2 separate regions of the Muntiacus reevesi genome follow, and region 2 is linked to region 1. The links are chromatin contacts, called in public Hi-C maps. All regions are on one chromosome and are shown on one strand. The core of a region is the stretch at or near the end of the contact, and the rest is flanking DNA. Distances in the headings are between cores, read along the strand shown. Region 1 holds the start of DDX10 (DEAD-box helicase 10). Region 2 holds the start of NPAT (nuclear protein, coactivator of histone transcription).

Region 1 (5,683 bases), core at 897-3,396:
CTAACAAAGGTAGATACTATTATTCCTTTTAAAGACAAGAAAAGAGAAGCAGAGTAACTTGCCCAAAGTCACTCATGAGGTGAGCCAAGGTGAGTTGCACATGCATGTTCAGTAGTGTCCGACTCTGCAACCCCACAGGTGAGCAAAAGCCAGAACCAAATCACCATGATAACTTAAAACCCCCAATCACACACCCAAAAATATATATATGTATATATATGTGTGTGTGTATATATATATATATATATATATATATATATATATATACACAAGCCCAAAACAAACTCTAAGCTTTATCTAACCTTACTTTTGATCTAAGGGTTATTTAAAGAAAAGCTATACCAGTATGACACATGATGACTTTAATTCCAGATATGTCCCATATTTTAAATCCCTGATTACACTGCACTAAAAAGAAGCAATCACTGAAAGGCTGAGTGAGGTGGGTGAAGGTCAACAGACATAGAATTTATGGGGAAGGAAAAGAAAGGGTAGTGGCAGCCCCAAGGAGCCTGAGCAGGTAAGAGAAGTCAAGAAGTCAAAATGATAACTACAGGGATGCTCATCTGGGAACATCAACTACATTGGAGGATGGTGAAGTATCAGAAACAGACCAGGAATCCAGCTTTTCTACGGCAATTCTCGGATGGGGACATGAAACAAGTTGTTGTCCTTCAGTTGAGAAAATGAAATAAGTGTAGGAAGGATGGGCGACATTCAGAGACACAATTCTAGCATAATGGTTAAAAGCAAAGGCTTTGGAATCAGAGAAACATGAGTCTGGGTTCCAATGCCACACCACTTACTACATGTGAGAGCTAAAGACAAGTTTCTTATTCTCCTGGATCCTCAAGGTTCTCATCTGTAAAAGGGAAATAAGACCCAATACCTCAGATCAAGTCAAATAATTAATGTAAACCACATGGTGAGTGGCTTACAATGTGTCATTATATACCATTAGGTTGTATTATTTTTATGAACATTGCAAAACCACTGCAGATGGTGACTGCAGTCATGAAATTAAAAGACGCTTACTCCTTGGAAGGAAAGTCATGACCACCCTAGACAGTATGTTAAAAAGCAGAGACATTACTTTACCAACAAAGGTCCGTCCAGTCAAAGCTATGGTTTTTCCAGTAGTCATGTATGGATGTGAGAGTTGGACTATAAAGAAAGTTGAGCACGAAGAATTGATGCTTTTGAACTGTGGGGTTGGAGAAGATTCTTCAGAGTCCCTTGGACTGCGAGGAGACCCAACCAGTCCATCCTAAAGGAAATCAATCCTGAATATTCATTGGAAGGACTGATGTTGAAGCTGAAACTCCAATACTTTGGCCACCTGATGCGAAGAACTGACTCATCTGAAAAGACCCTGATGCTGGGAAAGACTGAAGGCAGGAAGAGAAGGGGACGACAGAGCATGAGATGGTTGGATGGCATCACCGACTCAACGGCCATGAGTTTGAATAAACTCTGGGAGTTGGTGATGGACAGGGAGGCCTAGCGTGCTGCAGTAGTCCCTGGGGTCGCAAAGAGTCGGACACGACTGAGTGACTGAACTGAACTGATTACTATTACAGCAATTAATCTCCCTATGTTTAAGCACTACTACATTTTCCCCATTTCATAAAACCGCTGTAGTGAGCCAGAGGGCGGCCTGGTCGGTCAGGAGGCCTGGGCTTGGCACCCAGAAGACCACCTGTGGCCTCAACAGGGTCCCCGGGGGCACCTCTCATCCCACCCCCTTCTCCTGCTCCCCAGGCAAGGTCCCAGTGCCCGGTCGGCCCGCTCGCCCGTGCGGCCCAGTGCGGCAGGGACACGCGGCCCCGCGCCCCCTCCCCGGCGCCGGCCTTACCTTCTCGTAATTCTCCATGAGGCGGCTGATAACCTCGCGCTCGACCTGCCACTCGGGTTTCTTCTGCTGTTTCCTCATCTGCTTCTTTTGGCTCTGCTTGTGGCTGTGTTTCTTCTTCCAACGATTGAAGCTCCGCACCGGGTCGGGCCGGGCTCCCGTAGCCCGAGGGTCCGCTGTTTTTCCCATCGCGGCGGCGGTGGCGACAACCCACACCTCGGTGAGACTCGAGACCCCTCTGGCCAAGCGCGGAGATAACGCACTGAGAGGACGCGGAACCAGCGTGGGGAGAGAGGACGACTACGCAGGCGCGAAACCAGGAGCCCGCCCCCGGGCTTTTAAAACCGGGGCACGCGCGGTCCACGACCAGGGAAAACTGGATGGTGATTGGCGACTTGGAATTCGCGGGGCGGAGCGAATCAGTCTCGGGTGGAAGTGGAGGCGGGGCAATCTGAGGAAGAGGGCGGGGCTGAGTGGCTCCTAAAGCACGCCGTCGCTTTAAATAGGCGCACGAGCCCAGCTTGCTGTTACTATGGTGACGTCATATAACTTAACATTTAAAAGCCTGTTACTTTGCCCTGTCTTTTCCTTGGCAAACCGCAGGCTGACACGCACCGCCCAACCCCCAGTATACACACACACAAAATCGGTGAATTAGAATTGTGATCCTCGTTTTGCACGTTTCAGCCCAAGGAGTGGAATGATTTGCTGTTGTGTTAATTATTGTTGTTTTTAAATATTTTACCCTCTAAGTACAGAGTCAATGGGGATTCCCAGATGGCTCAGTGGTAAAGAATAAACCTAGGAGATGCAAGTTCATTCCCTGGGTCGGAAAGGTCCCCTGGAGTAGAAAAGGCAGCCCACTCCAGAATTCTTGCCTGAAAAATCCCATAGGCAGAGGAGCTTGGCGGGCTACAGTCCCTGGGGTCGCAGAGTCCGACACGACTGAACGAGCGAGCACGCACATTGTCTTTATTCCATAGCACTAATAGTTGCATGTATGCCTTTGAAATCCAACTTCAATTTTGAATGTTTAACATTTTGCTGACATACATTTTCATTCTCTTTATCATTTCTTGAAACGTGATAAATACCAATCTTTGCACCCGTTTGCATTTTTTTCATTCATTGATAGTTTTTAATAAGAACAAATTCCTTCAAGATACAATAAACAGAATCTAGTAAGTTTTCACTGTTTTAGGAAGTTTCTATTTTTAAAAAAGTTTCCAAAACTTCCATCTGTGCTGCTTTTTGTTTTTATTCTTTAATATGTATTTATTTGGCTGTGTTGGGTCTTCATTGCAATAAAAAGCTTAAGAGCTTTGTATTCTATCTCAAATGTGTAAAAGTTTGAGAGAATATATACCCCAAATAACTGCTAAATTTCAACATTGACTGTTTTTGCCTAATGACATTTTATGAGAACAAGGAAACATATACTGTTACATAATCATCTAATTGCTAAATTATTGTTATAAAATATGTACTTTGGGGATCTTATTTTGACTGCAGAATCAGAGGATTTCCCCCCTCCTTTTTTTAAACAAATCTGAGGTTTAACAAATAACAAATGTTGGCAAGAATGTAAGAAAAAGGGAACCCTCATACAGTGTTGATGGGAATGTAAATTGGTGCAGCTGGGAAACATTATGGAAGTTTCTCTAAAAACTAAAAATGGAACTATCATAGGACCCAGCAATTCCACTTCTGGGTATGTATCTGGAAAAAAGAAAAAACATTAGTTCAAAAAGATACATGCACCCCAATGTTCATAGCAGCATCATTCACAGTTGTCAAGATATGGCAGCAACCTAAATATCTGTCAAGAGATGAGTGAATAAACAAGTGGTAGTGTACATATATACATATACATATATATACATACACACATATGTGTATATGATGGAATATACATATACAATGTATATCCCATCCATATCCAATGGAATATTACTCACCCATAAAGAAAGAATGAAATTTTGCCATTTGCAGCAACATGGATGGACTTGGAGCACATTAAGCCAAGTGAAATAATCAGAGAGAGAAAGACAACTATTGTATGACATAACTTATATGTGGACTCTAAAAAGCACAACAAACTAGTGAATAAAACAAAAAAGAAGGAGGCTCACAGATATAGAGAACAAACCAGTGGTTACCAGTTGGGAGAAGGAATTGAGGAGGGGCAAAATAGGGGTAGGTGATTAAGAGGTACCAACCATTTAGGCTTAAAATAAGCCACAAGTACAATATAGGAAATATAGCCAATATTCTATAATAACTATAAATGGAGTATAACCTTTAAAATTGTGACTTGTTATATTGTACACCTTTAATTTATATAATATTGTACATCAATGATACTTCAATTTTAAAAACTTGATAGTTTTACTAAAATATGTTTCAGAGTTAACTGCTACCAGTTGATTTTTTTCCAGGCACAGAGTCTCTTTAATAGTAGTTCTTTGTTTAAGTTTTTCTACTGTCTATAATATAACTGCTTCTTTACATTGTTACTGAAATTAAATATTGTTTAATTTCAAGAGAGTCCCACAACAGCTGAATAACTTGGTCTAGGAATCTAAAAGATGATTCCATCTAAGTCCTCTTATCATGTAAAAATAGCAAACAATTTATGGTAAATCAATTCAATTATATGTCAACTTTTTACTAAAAAGGAAATCAACAAAGCATATGTTTATTCAGAAAAAGAAATCCCTCTGTTTCTTTGTGTCTTATCAACATCATCAGTCTGAAGTCATTCTAAGGACACAATACGTCTTTGGAATTTCAGAAATTGCATCTTAAGTTGGTTCCATCTTCTTTAAATCATATCCTCTAAAACTTGGCAGAGTCAACCTGCAACCACCTTAATCCCAGAGAGCCAGAGTGTATGAAACCTCTCTGACATTTTCAACAACAAAAACATATCTGCCTAATTAGCCAGAACACATAAACTATTTAAAAGAAGACCAAGAAGTTCTGGCCCACCACAGCTGCTCTGTTGCTAGCCACAGTCAGGAGTCATCAATCAATTAGCTTGTCTATGCACACATTTGTTCGTAAGGAGAGAAATACCTGTACTCTGAAAACTATCAGATGCTGGTGAAAGAAATCAAAGAAGACATAAACAGATGGAAAGATATACCATGTTCATGGATTGGAAGAATCAGTATTATTATTAATACTGATTATTAAGTTATTTCTCAATCAAAATAACTATACTACCCAAGGCAATCTACAGATTCGGTGCAATTCCTATCAAATTACCAGTGGCATTTTTCACGGAAATAGAACCAAAAATCTCAAAATTTGTATAGAGACACAAAAGACTCCAAATAGCCAAAACAATCTTGAAAAATAAAAACAGAGCTGGAGGAATCAGGCTTCCTGACTTCAGACTACACTGCAAAGCTCCAGTCATCAAAACAATTTGGTCCTGGCACAAAAATAGAAATATAGGTCAATGGAATAGGATAGAAAAACCAGAAATAAGCCCATGCACCTGTGGTCAATTAATCTATGAGGAAGGAGGCAAGACTACACAATAGAAAAGACAGTCTCTTCAACAAATGGTGCTGGGGAAACTGGACAGTTATATGTATAAAAAATAAAATTAGATCATTCTTAACTCAATACACAAAAATAAGCTCAAAATGAATTAAATATCTAAATGTGAGACCAGACACTATAAAACTCCTAGAGGAAATCATAGAACACTCTGACATAAATCACAGCAACATCTTTTTCAAAATATCTCCCAAAATAATGGGAAAAAGCAAAAATAATCAAATGAGACCTACTTAAACTCAAAAGCTTTTGCACAACAAA
Region 2 (5,683 bases), core at 2,085-4,584, 460 kb after region 1:
GACACAGATGTACAGAACAGACTTTGGGACTCTGTGGGAGAAGGTGAGGGTGGGATGTTCTGAGAGAATAGCATTGAAACAAGTATACTATCAAGAGTGAAACAGACCACCAGCTCAGCTTGGATGCATGAGACAAGTGCTCAGGGTTGGTGCTCTGGGAAGACCCAGAGGGATGGGATAGGGAGGGAGGCGGGAGGGGGCATCGGGATGGGGAACACATGTAAATCCATGGCTGATTCATGTCAATGTATGGCAAAAACCACTACAATATTGTAAAGTAATTAGCCTCCAACAAATAAAGATAAATGAAAAAAATAAAAGCATGATTACTAGGAAAAAAATACAGCTTTTGATCACAGATTGTGAATTTCTTTGCCTTTAAGTGATTTATATGTTTCTAAAATCTTTTGTTACTTTGTTAAAATAAATAAGCATTATTTCACCATGATCTATAAAAATTATGGTAGATGTAGACAAAGCTCATTCTACATATACAAAAATTAACCTGTCAATTTAAAACATGGCAATAGTCCACTCAAAGTATGGTCCACTCAAATCCACCCTTTGAGTGTACCACTCCACTCAAAGAGTCTACGCAAAGAGTCAGACATGACTGAGCAACTGAACTGAACTCAGTCTACTCCTAAATTGGGGAATTAAAAATGGGTGAATAACTGCTAACCAGAGTCAGGGCTAAGGTAAATCCAAGATGGCCACTTGGATTTTCCCAGCTCCCTGACAAACCTCATTTTTATTTGATGGATTAAAGCCTTCTCTGGCTACAGAATTAATGCCCTCACAAAGGGAAAAAAAAAAACACAACACTATGCTTCACTGAATATTAAGTTCTAGCTTTGTTAATTAAGGTCTATTTACTAAGACTCACTTCTAAGATAATTGTTATATTGCTAAAAGGTTTAATTAGATTGACACCAAGCTAGAGTCATTTAACAACTAAGTCAGATGACCTTGGCACATACCATGCTATACTTTATGCAAGTTCTTGACTTAAATTCTTACTTATGAACTTACTAACAACTGCTAGCTATATTATATTCTATGTCAACTGTTTCAGAAACTTGTTTCTTATGTTACCAAATGAATGACTAAGGCTATGATAAAACGCTGATATGCAGTTCCATATGAGATCAACTATTTTAATAACGTAACTCTAGACACGGGAAGAAGTAACAGGAGGGAGTAATTTCCTGGACCAAGAGGCTAGTAAAACATGGATGGTCCAGAGACTTTTGCTACTCACAAGACCTGGTCTAGTACCAGCACACTGAGTGACCTATCAGTGGAATCTTCACTAGACTTGGGAATGAGTCTTCCCAGCATCGTGGGACACAGTGGCCACGAAATGCCTCCAACGTATGATCAAAAATGCGGCTACGAAGGGGCCCTGCTGACTGAACATTGGTAATTGCCAGCTGCCTCTACAAAAATTAAATCATGACGACTGCAAGCTGCTGACCTTCAACAACAGCCCCTAAAAGTTCAGGGTAGAGATCAGAATTAAGGCACTCTGTTCTGGGAAAAACTGGAAGAACAGGCCTTCAGAGAGATGTTTTCAGGTCAGGATTTTTATGAGCCCAAATTCCTGCATCTTCCTAGAGAAACACTAATGTTACGGACCAGTGTCTGGTCTTGGTTCTCCTGGTGAGCCCCTCAGCAGTTTTTCTACTTCTATTAAACTTTGGGCCATGTTTCTTTAATTTTCTTCTTAAGTTTGTTTCTTCTAGAATACAACAAATAAATCTCCAAATAGTAATACAACTAGAATATCCCCCAGCCAACACCCAGACAACGCTGAACAAGCTGCCTTATCATTTTGTGGACTCTCATTTCCCTCTGTAAATGCACCCTGGCAGAAAGTGGGCACTGGGACTCAGGACCCCACAATGTCCCTGCCCAGCTTGAAGAAGCCCCACTCCTTAGTGACTTGGGTCCCCAGGCCCAAGACAAGGATAAGGTAGGCAGACAGGCAGTCATGAGCAGGGTGTTAAGGGGCCAAAGTTTGGCCCATAAATTAAAAAAGGGCGGAATGTGGAGCCCTATACCAAGGTCACAGGATAAAAATCCCTGGAACTGACTAAGCCCCATAGCAACTGTTGCTATGACCCTCGGGATCTAAACCAGTCAGTACCCTAACCCCTAATATGTAAGATACCCACCCTACTATCCACCCAAGAGCATCCTTACCAATCACCTAATGCCACCATTCCAGTAGGAAGTTTCTGTCTTAAGGTTATGGAAACTGGCTGCAAGCCTGCAAAAGCGTTTGGCTCTCCCCTGAAATGGCCAGCTGTTTTAACAGCAGCTCTCACTCTAATAAATTTTATTCTCCTCTAATTCTGCCTCATGCCTGGAAATTCTTTTCCAACCCCCACACAGACCACGACACTTACCACAGGATAGAATTACCACAGGCTAGATAGTACACAGTCAGCCGACAGTCACAATTTTGAACTGGAGAGTGATTCCAAAGCCCAAGCCGTTACTCAGGAGACTACAGTTTAAGCCTCTACAAATTGCTCGCTGATTAAAACTGCTAATTATGAGAGGAGAGAAAAAGATGATTAGTCAAGCCATCCAGTTACATCTGAACTCCGGAAGGGGATGAGCAAGAAGGCTGAAGACTAAATACGCCAGGAGCACGATGGGTGGGCAGAAGAAAGCCATAAGGACAGGGGGCTAGGCTAAATGAGGTAAAGAGAAGGGGAAAGGGCCGCTCTGTAGGCGTGCGTCTGGAGGCAGGGGCTGAACGGCTCAGCTAGGACTGAATTCCCCAACGCTGAAGCCACTGAGCTTCTTCCGCGGCCCTACCGTTGGACTTTGCCGAAGTGGAATCTGTGTAAGCGGTGATGTCCGCAGCCTAGAAGCCCGCTCAACCCGCCTCCCGAAAAGCCCGAGCAGGCTGTCCCAGCACTATTCCGGCTTCCGGATCAAACCTGGAGTGATAGCGCAGCGTACTTTTACCCAAAGGAAGCACTAAGGCGAACTAGCGCCGGGGCACCGTTTGCCCACGCTGTCCCAACACGCACGCTCTGCACTCCCAAGACCCGCCTCCCCAAACACAGGGCCCGGCTGAGGGAAACGCGCGTGCGCCCTGTCAGCCAATGGCGAGCGGCCCTGCGTCTGCCGCTCGCCCTCTAGCGCCGGCTCTGCCTCTCCCCTCCCGCCTTCCCGCCCCGCCCCTATCCAAATGTGAGGGCGGATGTGACGACAGCTCCAAGTAGAACGGAGGCGGGTTTCTTTTCGGCGCCTTTCTTTCTCCGGCGGAAGCGATTGGCTGGCGTGGAGCGAAAGAGGCGGGACAAGTTGTCGCGGGTTCAGTGCCGCCACTGGAACCGGGAGATGCGGCGCAGGGGCTGTCGCTGTGTTGGTTTTTATCCGAGTCTCGTCTCTCACTACGGTTCCTTCTGCGGCTTCGATCATGCTGTTACCTTCGGACGTAGCCCGGCTGGTATTGGGTAAGCGCCGGCGCGGGAGGGAGGGGTACTGGATCAGGCTAAGCCGGACGGAAGGACCTTTGGAGCCAGAGGTTTTTCCCAGGGTGGGAAAGCTTTGGGGCTTTGCCTCCCCACCTGCAAGTTCAGACTGGCGGTGAATCTTCTTCAGTGGGAGGCTCGGGCGGTTTAAGTTTCTTTATGTGTGAATGCTCCACTCTTCCGAGACTCTGTGGCGAGGGGCGGCTGAAGAGAAACTCCGGGTGGAACACCTGAGGCCCGGATTTGGAGGGAAAGTCAGGCCTGCACACTCAATTAGAATCCTGCAGGGGAGTTGCCTACGTGATGGATGGACTGCGTGTTCTTCAACCTTGGGCTCACTTTCCCGTGTCAGAGCTGGGGCCGAATTAGGAAAAATAAAAGACTTCCCCAGCCACCCAGCTTTAGCGAAGGACCTTTCTGACGGCCTTCTCATAACTTGCCTTTAGCGCTACGAATTTGGAACGAATGAAGTGATCCTGCCTCTATCCCCCAGCCTCCTGCAAGAAGTCGTAGAATGTAGAGGTTTGAAACGCCAATTGCATACTTTTAAGACATCAGCAATTCTTTTTTTTTTTTTTTAATTAGCAAGACTTTTCACTGGAAATGCCTTCCAGTGGAACGTTTTCTAGTCCTAGTTTTTCCTCAGTTTGAAGAGTGACACTGCCAGTTGTCAGGGTGTATTGTCTGTGCAGGAAACGGGTTTTGTTGTTTGTTCCCTGAAAGAATAAAGAGTATTGTATTGCTGGGAATGAGAGCCACATAAAACTCAAAACCGGAGCCAGATTTACAGACATCATATGTGAGTGGTTAAATGGTAAACATCTGTTCTAAAACTTGCCTTGGTATCTAAAGGCCGTTACTAACATTATTTTACTGTCAGAAAAATCCATTTCTTATTCCCTTTTTAAAGTATTCGGCCCTGTCCAAAAAAAGAAAAAAGTTTTCATGCACAGACTCTTGACAAGCACATTTTGCAGGAAACTTTAGAGGGTAATGGTTCTACCATCTGTTTTTGGAGAAAATAATCACTTAAATTTAAACTAATATTTTGTTAATGTTTGGTTAATCTTTTGCACACTTTATCAGAGCTGAATATTAACAGTTAACCTACATCTAAGAAGAAAGCTGTCTATCTTGTAATTGTTATATTAATTAGGCTTATTTGTAAACAGATCCGGAGTAGACTCACAAAATTCACAATAATACTGACATACTTTATTATGGTAGCTGTCCTGTTTGCTTTGTGGGATGTTTAGCAGCATCCCTGGCTTCTATCCATTAGATGCCAGCAGGGACCCAGTTCCTGCCTTCACCCAATTGTCAGAATAAAGTAAGTGTCCAGATATTGCCAGTATATTTCCTGGAGGGCAAGGACCACTGGTCTTAAGAAAGCAGTATGATTTTCTAACTGTAATACTTTAAACAAACTTGTGAATATTCTCCTAGACTTCCTCCTTCTTTAAAAACTGGTAAAAATTACAGTCATTGTTTCTTTTTTTTTTTTTTATTAGTTGGAGGCAGTCATTGTTTCTTATCCTAAAATTCTTATTTGTCATTCACATTCCATTTTTATTGCCACCAGTACTAACAGTATGCATCCTATTTCTCCTTTGGACTATTTTCATAGTTTCTCATATAGTCTTGCAATTCATCTTATTTATGGTTACAAAAATCTGCCTAAAGCATTAACACTACACCTCCAGTTCTAATAGTTGAAAGAGTTGTTCACTTACCAAAAATTTCAAGTTGTACAAAAGAGTATATACTACCAAAAAAAGCAAATCTCACCACTTTTGCTTTTTTCATTTAGCATTATCATGTCACCACGGAGATCTATGAGTCACAAAACTTAGTAGCTTAAAAATTAAGAGTTTTATTCTTTGCCCATGATTCTTCTGTCAGTACCCCCTCCCTCTCAGTACTCCTTCAGTCCTTCTCATTGTTGCCCCTTTTCTTCATCATGTTCTTGCAGCAAATCTTTGGTTGCTTAGTATGTTCCAGGCACTGTGCCAATTGCTAAAAATAGAGTTTTCCCCTTAGAATTTACATAATTAGGTTTTTTACCCTTATCCACACATACCAAAACACTTTCCTAGACCCCCACCTCTTATTTTATCTAATGCTCTATGTTACCCTTTCACAAGTCAAATTCATTCAAAGAATAAGCTCTGCTTAGTTACTGTATTTCC

Evidence for each region. A called contact is a pair of places that touch in the nucleus more often than the background predicts.
Region 2: a contact with region 1 is called in a Hi-C map of blood, with 4 times the contacts expected there. The contact joins the promoter of NPAT here to the promoter of DDX10 in region 1. A contact is called at or near these places in 2 of 3 Hi-C or Micro-C datasets (blood and muscle).

The regions. Positions count from the first base shown.
Region 1 is chr9:72,956,683-72,962,365 of mMunRee1.1, forward strand. It overlaps DDX10 (DEAD-box helicase 10), which reads right to left and starts at 2,147. Exons shown (of 18, transcript XM_065946144.1): 1 at 1,856-2,147. The coding sequence starts at 2,041.
Region 2 is chr9:73,417,773-73,423,455 of mMunRee1.1, forward strand. NPAT (nuclear protein, coactivator of histone transcription) reads left to right here and starts at 3,335. Exons shown (of 18, transcript XM_065943955.1): 1 at 3,335-3,476. The coding sequence starts at 3,440.